Linked DNA regions of Mus musculus: region 2 is linked to region 1. A link is a contact called in public promoter capture Hi-C data. All regions are on one chromosome and are shown on one strand. The core of a region is the stretch at or near the end of the contact, and the rest is flanking DNA. Distances in the headings are between cores, read along the strand shown. Region 1 holds the start of Prima1 (proline rich membrane anchor 1). Region 2 holds the start of Ppp4r4 (protein phosphatase 4, regulatory subunit 4).

What was found. Promoter capture Hi-C pulls out the DNA fragments that hold promoters and counts their contacts.
Region 2: a contact with region 1 is called in a promoter capture Hi-C map of pre-B cells, with 4 times the contacts expected there. The contact joins the promoter of Ppp4r4 here to the promoter of Prima1 in region 1. A contact is called at or near these places in 2 of 39 promoter capture datasets (the C10 cell line and pre-B cells), 1 of 484 Hi-C or Micro-C datasets (embryonic stem cells) and 1 of 9 other capture datasets (liver).

What each region holds. Positions count from the first base shown.
Region 1 is chr12:103,240,441-103,244,000 of GRCm38.p6, reverse strand. It overlaps Prima1 (proline rich membrane anchor 1), which reads left to right and starts at 1,855. Exons shown (of 5, transcript NM_133364.2): 1 at 1,855-1,926; 2 at 2,539-2,661. The coding sequence starts at 2,569.
Region 2 is chr12:103,531,003-103,534,562 of GRCm38.p6, reverse strand. Ppp4r4 (protein phosphatase 4, regulatory subunit 4) reads right to left here and starts at 1,998. Exons shown (of 25, transcript NM_028980.3): 1 at 1,821-1,998; 2 at 419-492. The coding sequence starts at 1,943.

The sequences.
Region 1 (3,560 bases), core at 606-3,105:
TGGCAGCCGGCAGGAGCTAGAAAGTGTGGTCCGGCCCCGTGGAGAGTTGGTGGTTCATTTTTTTTCATATTTCCTGCAACTAGGTGTTTGTAAATATTATACAAAACAAATGACTGGATAAACAAAGGGACAAATGTCTCCATATTTTTGTCCACGGGACTACCAGACCTGCTGGCATATTCCCACAGCCCTGGACCACTTTGTCTTCATTCTCTTGATCAGTGTAGGCCCCTGTCTCGATGACAGTGGAGCATCACAGTGTTGGCAACATGTTGACATGGTCCTCTGACCTTCCCCTCCCCGGTTCTTGGTAAGGGAAGGCCTCATTCACATCTGCTGTGCCAGTCTCTCTAGTAGAACTGGGCATGTGTGGGGGCTCACAAGTTCATCAGCTAGGTACGCACTAAGAAGGGGAGGCCTTGCTGCTGTGCTCTGATGAAGGAAGCTGCAGGAGAATTGGTCTGAAACCTGCTTTGCAAAGCACTTTGTACTTTTGTGAGTTTACCTGGAGTGACTTGGGGACAGCCAAGGGGAACTAAGTAACTTTCTTAACCAGTGGGCTGTGGTATCTACCCTCGGTTATAAGCCTCCGGTTCTCTTACCTAACCCCAGGCAGAATTGCCCAGCTCTTTGCGACTTTGACTGGAATGGTCACACCCCCACCTCCAGGGAACATCAATCAGAGCATTTAATAAAGCGCTATCACCAGATGAGCAGGGCGCCTGCGTGGCGCCTGGGAAGGCTCCTGTAGGAAGGAGCAGCATGCAGCTTGTTTGAACGAGATGCAACCAGCTCCTTCCTGAAGAACCGACTTGTTGATAATCTTGCATCAAACAGGAGTTTGTGGATAGTGGAGGAAAAGTCCTGGGGAGAAGGCTTTCCCTGAAATGTCACAACTCCCCCTAAGACACAGCGGAGTTAATAGAGAGGTCCCGAGGTCATGATTGCCAAATGGAGGGAGGTCAGGCACATTGCTTTGGAGGGCTAGCCAGCACCATCCTAGCTCAGCACACACAGGGGAAAGGGGGCGCCGCTATGATAGTGTACAGACGGGGTCCCCACTAGTCAGACCTTACTACCACCTTCCCGCAGCCTGGGGGATGAACTTGAGGGAAGGGCAAGCAGAAGCAGGTTGCCACTGTCACTGGGAGTCCTCGGCCTCTAGGGTGAATAAATAAATTATTAAGCGCCCAATACACAATAGCCTCGCTAGATGGAGACGAGGAATCACTGCAGCGGCGCTGGCGGCCGCGGCAGCGGGGAGCGCGGGCGGGAGTGCAGCCCGGGAGGGAGGCGGGCGAGGCTCTGGCTCCGCTCACGTCTGTTTTCCTTTTTCGTGCATTATTTATTTCGCCTCCGCCCGCGGCCCTGCTGCCGGAGCGGGTGCTCCGGGCCGGCGCCTCTCGCCCGCTGCCTCCCGCGGGCCCCGGGCACCCTGCGCCCCGGGCAGCCGCTCGGCGCCACCAGGAAGGGCGGGGACCGGGGCGGCGCAGGGACCCGTGGCTGGGCTGAAGGAGGACTCCTGCGGCCCGCTCGCGGAGGACCCGAGGACACTTTCCCCACCCTCTGCCTGGGCTGCCCGACCTCGGAAGTGGCCGCCTTTCCCGGCCCGCGCGCGGCCAAGCGGAGCCTGGAGCTCCGTGCGAGTGCGCCGCGCCCCGGTCTCCCAGATCAGCTGCCCTGGAGGCCCAAGCAGCGCGCAAACTTTTGCTCCAGCGCCCCGCGCTCGTCCTCTGCAAGTGAAGCCCCCGAGCGCGCGCGCAGCCGCCAGGGTGAGCTTAGAGGCCCCGCCTAGAGGGCGGGGGACTGGGGAGGCGGCTGGCTTTAAATGGGGGCCGTCCGGCTGCTGAGAGCAGAGCTGCTGTGGGGGCAACCCTGACCTCCCTTCTCCGTGTCGACGATCGGTGGGGGTCGCCACCAGGCAAGGTGGCGTGAGGCATCGGAGGGGTGCGGGCGGTGATGGGGGCGTGCAGGAAAACCTACGCCTGCCCGGGAACAGGAGCTGGGGTTTGGGCGGCAAATGGGGGCACGTACGGAGGTGCCTATGAGACAGTGTGCGCACTGAAGTCCCTGGGGCAGAAAGACTACATGCAGCGAGTGATTTGGTGGTACTGTGCAAGCAGAGTCAAGTGTGCGGACGGGAGTCGGTGGCGGTGCATGGGGGTCACAGTGCGTGCGCGCGCAGAGTGAGTGATTCACTCTGGGTTTGAAGCGTACTCCTAGTCAGAGTTGTGCATGGCCGTTTCTGGGTTTGTATGAGGTTCAATAAGTGTGTTTGGATGTTTCTGGGGGTGTGCACGGGATCAAGGTGTGCATGCGGTATTCTGAAGGGGAGGGGGTGTGCTCCAGGATAGGTAGGTGTGAGTTCTGGGAAGCACCGAGAGTCAGCAAGTGTGTGCGCACTGGAAGGAAGATGAAGACTTGCTTTGCGCAGGTGCCCCAAAGTGCGGGGCAAGTGAGTCCTCATCGAGTTGGTTCTTGAATTGGTGCTATGGTTTATGCAGTGTCCACCTGACTCAAGCCTTGCTCCCTTGACAGTTAGCTCACCAGTGGGCGCCGCAGGCCGAGATGCTACTCCGGGACCTGGTGCTGCGCCATGGCTGCTGCTGGCCCTCACTTCTGCTGCACTGTGCGCTGCACCCACTCTGGGGTTTAGTTCAGGTGAGAAGCGGGCAGAGGCCTCCTGGGAAGGGGGTAGGGTCACTTCAGAGCTCCCCCTACAGCCACCTACTGAGTGGTCTTGGGGATACTTGGGGAGGAAGAAAAACTGGTCAAGTATAACATGCTCTGACCCTGAAAAAAAATAAGAAACTTTGCAAAGAGTCTCAGTTGTGGCCTAAGGCCTGCAGTACTGAATGAACGTGATATAGGAAGGTGCTAAGACCTCATAGTGAACTCTACTGCAGCTTTTATGGAAAGAAACAAACTTATAAACAAACAAACAACAATACCAAAAAAAACCCAACCCCCCCCCAAAAAAAAAATCCCACAGTGGTGCCTTGTTTCCTACCAGATTCGACCCCTAAACTTCAAATTAGCCTTCCAACTAACTGTCTCCAACCTGGGGTAAGGGCTGTGTTTCTTCTAAGTGGTGGCTGGGGAGGTGGATGGTGACCCACGATTCATGCAAAACACAGTCTGTCAAGACTGCTGGAGGACAAACCCTCACCTTTGACCTCCCAGTCTTCAGGACAGAGACCAAGCCCCCACTAACTCCAGTTACTCGAGGTGATTGGATGGGATGTTCTCTAGTCCTGCCCTTAAACCCCCGTTGACCAGTCCTTTACCAGCAAGGTGACTAAACAAGAAACTTAAGGTCTGATCCTGGTTTTCTCCTTCCTGCTTGTTATGGGGCCAGTACTTGTTTGCTTGATACATCACCTGGACCCCAGGAAACATGGTTAGTAGCTGTCCTTGCTGTTGCTGGGGTGTGAGATGTTACATCCACTGGGCAGAGACACTCCCTGGCTTCCATGACTCTCTAGAGGCATCCCACCATTAGCTCAGGCCAAGGTTTCTACTTTCTCTGCTCTGGCCAGCCTCTGGCTTATGATTGTGTT
Region 2 (3,560 bases), core at 749-3,248, 290 kb before region 1:
CATGTTTTTGAATTTTTCTATATAGTATTGCATACAATATCCATTCTCTACAATAAACTTAAAATTTTAATCACTGGGTACCTTTAAATCTTATCTATGCTTACTGACTCGTGCATGAGCATACTTGGAAAGTAATTTCAAAAGGATGTGATTCAATTCAAACCATTAGCTGCTCTGCAGTTCCTCCTCCAGGCAGTGTTCTTTAAATTAGATATGTTATTTGATTCCAGTTCTCAGATCCATAAGCCCAAACCTAACATAATTCATAACATAATTGTGATGCATGCAAAAAAGTACCCTGTTCAAGGGGAACAGTCCGTCTGAACACCCTCAGCAACTGAGACATGACATTTCAGAAACAGCTCATGTTTGCCCAACAGGCAAAGGGCAGCAATTTGCAAGAAAGAGTGAGACCTACCTGAGCAGATAAACAGCCCTGTCAATATCACTGAGATCTTCATCAACAGTCAGTCTTTCTATTTCTTCTGGTGTCTGTCAAGGATAAAATGCAAATTAGGCACACAAACATTTGGTCACTGTTGGCTCCCAAAGACCCTTGAAGACCCTATTGGTAAAAATTCACAATTATAGCAATGACAACTAATCTGGAATCTGAGGATTGTTCTACACCATATTAAACACAGATCTCCAGTTGAGTGCTGAGAGGGGGGACTATCTGTACTCTTCTGCCTTATAGACTGTAGGACCTCAATGGAATCAACTTCATTACACATACATACCACATGTGAACATATTTACCTATATATTCACATATTTTTTTGTCTTCAACGCAGTACCCCAAGCCGCTACAACATTTTCCACACTGGGAAATGCTTTAAAGGGGAGTTGAATAAAACAGAAAGGACAAGCTTTGTAGCTCCTGTTGGGAACCGAATGAACTCAGACGGAAAGAAAATCAAAGGCTCTAGAAAGGTAATGAAGAACTGGCAAGAAGGGTAGGGAAGGGGCCCATAAACTAGGTTTGTCATCTGTGAGGATGAGGGTTGAAACCCCACAAGGCTGGAAAGATGACTCTGCGGGGTTGGGGAGCGAGGTAGGGGGGGAAACAGAAGGTTGACTCCCCTCAAGGGGGCTGGGGAGCAGGGTCCCGCCTACAGTCCTGGAGGACCTGGGAGGAAAAGGATGCATGGTGACTCAGGATGGGAGGCAAGGGTTGAGGAGAAGCTTTCAAACCCTAAACTAGGGCGACTCTGGGAAGGGTGCCTCTCCTTGGAAGGTGAAGGAGGCCATGCTGCACGGGGAGACCCAAGCTTGATCTTATGCAGAGGTGGGGGTAGGACCGTGAAAGGATGGGACCTGAGACGTCCGGGCGAGAGATGGAACTAGGGCTGTGTGAAACCCAGGATGGGCCAGCGACCAGAACCTGGGACAGCACCACGGGCTGAGGAGCTGGCTGCGGAGGCTGGCCCCGAGAACAGCGGCTTGGCCGTTCCTGGGGGAGGCCGGAGCCGGGTGGGGCGCAGGGCTGGCCGCAGTCGGGGGACCAAGTCGGGGGGGCCCGGCTGATTCCAGTTAGTCAGGGGCAGGTTGATTTCAGTTCGGAGACTGGGCTGGCCGTAGTCAAGGGACCCAGCCGGCTCCAGTCAGAGGAAGGGACTAGCCTCAGTCAGGAGGCAGGGCTAGCTCTAGCCAGGGTAAGGGACTGGTTCCAGTCAGGGGTCAGGGACAGGCCGACCCTTGGCTGCGGCAGGGAATGAAGCTCTGAAGCGGCTGCGGTGACAGGGCGACTGGCGCTGGAGCGCCGAGGGGCAGTCGGACGGCGGGCAGCCCTGAGGGGAGCGTCTCTCGGTCCCGCGCACCTTGAGGCTCCGGCGGACCGGCCTCTCGATGATGGTGAGCTCCTGCAGGTCCTCCATGTAGCCAAACAGGCTGTTCTGCCCGAAATCCATCGCGACGCCGGCGTCGGGCGGCGGCGGATGCATGGACCGCCGAGGGGCTCCCTCGCCGGCCCGCCCGAGCGGCCCCGGGATGCCGGACGCGCGCAGCCCCGCGCCGCCCACCAGAAGGACTCTCTGGTCCCGCTCTCGGCCGCGGGGAAGCAGAGCAAGAGGCCGCAGGCGACGAGAACACGAGCGCGGCGGGAGCCGGAGAGCAGCGCACCGAGGGGGCGGGGCGGGTGGAGGGGGCGGGGCGGGTGGAGGGGGCGGGACCAGAACAGGGAGCCGCCTCAGCGGCCGCCTCGGCCCCGCCCCCGCCCGGGGTCTGCGCGCGAGGTAGGACGCAACTGCCGCGCAACGACGCTCCCTGGTCCGGCTCCCTGGGCCCCCGCCCCACCCTTATGGGGCGAGCCCCGCCCCTCGGCGCGTGCGCAGAGCTCTCCGCGTCCCCAGGCGGCCAGGAGGCGGGCCGGGGGCGGGAAATGGGCGCGGGCAGGCTGAGCCAATGAGAGTGAAGCGGGGGAAGTGTGCAGTGTGCTGGGCTCCTCTGCACCTGTGAGAGTGACTTTCTGGTTATTTGGTGGCTGCTCTGCTGGCCTGCTTCTGGTGTAGACAAGCCCCTGCTAACTCAACTCCCGGCCTAGGGACCCTCGAGTGGCCAAATCAAGCTGGTTTAGTGCCTAGTGTGTGCCTGAGGATAGGAGACAGGTATATGCGAATACAGTTCTGCAGTCCTGACGTTGGAAGAAGGAAAATGTCCCAAAATGCCTTCTTTAAAAAAAAAAAAAAAAAAAAAAAAGACCTATACTGAATCCTGAAAAATCAATAAGGATTTACTAAGAGAGGTTACAGCCAGCCCTTTCGGATAAAACTTGGGCCATGATGAGTGCAGCTCTTCTTAGAGAACTGGGAGGTAGTGCTTAGCACAGTGGGTAGAAAGAGATGTGTAAGACCTCGGTGGAGCACTACCTTGCTCTTGCTCTAGGGGAGCACATTGATTCAACTCGCTTACATTTGGTTCTAGTCAAAATAAGACAGGGAAGGGTTGGAGAGATGACCCAGTTGTTAAAAACACTGGCTCCTCTTCCAGAAGACACAGTTTCTATACCTAGCGCTACTGTAGGGACTAGTAAACCCCTGAAAGTCCAATTCCAGGGCCCTCTTTTGACCGCCTGACAATACGCAGACGTGCACAGCCATTTACATAGGTAAAAGTGCCACACCTGACACTCAGTTCCATCCATTGGACACAGTGAAAGAAGGGACTGAGTCTTACAAGTTGTCCAATGACCTCCACACTCACTCCATCTTACAGGCATGCACACACACACACCACACACATGATGTCTCAAAGAGTAAGAACACTTGCTGGGCAGTTCTAAAGAAATGAATTCAGATCCTAGCACCCACATTTAATAATAATAATTTTTAAAAAGCCAGCATGAGCCTGTAACCCCCACACGTGGGGGCTGAAGACAAAAGGACCCCAAGAGCTTGCAATCTGCCTTCCACTTCCATGAGAGACCCTACCATGACGGAGAAAAGCAGGGCAAGACACTGGATAGCTTCCTCTGGCTTCTTCATGAAACAAACCATTAGCTCTCAAAGCCAGGACAAAGGGCCAAGGTGCCTATTTGATACATCCAATCGGACCTGGTCTCC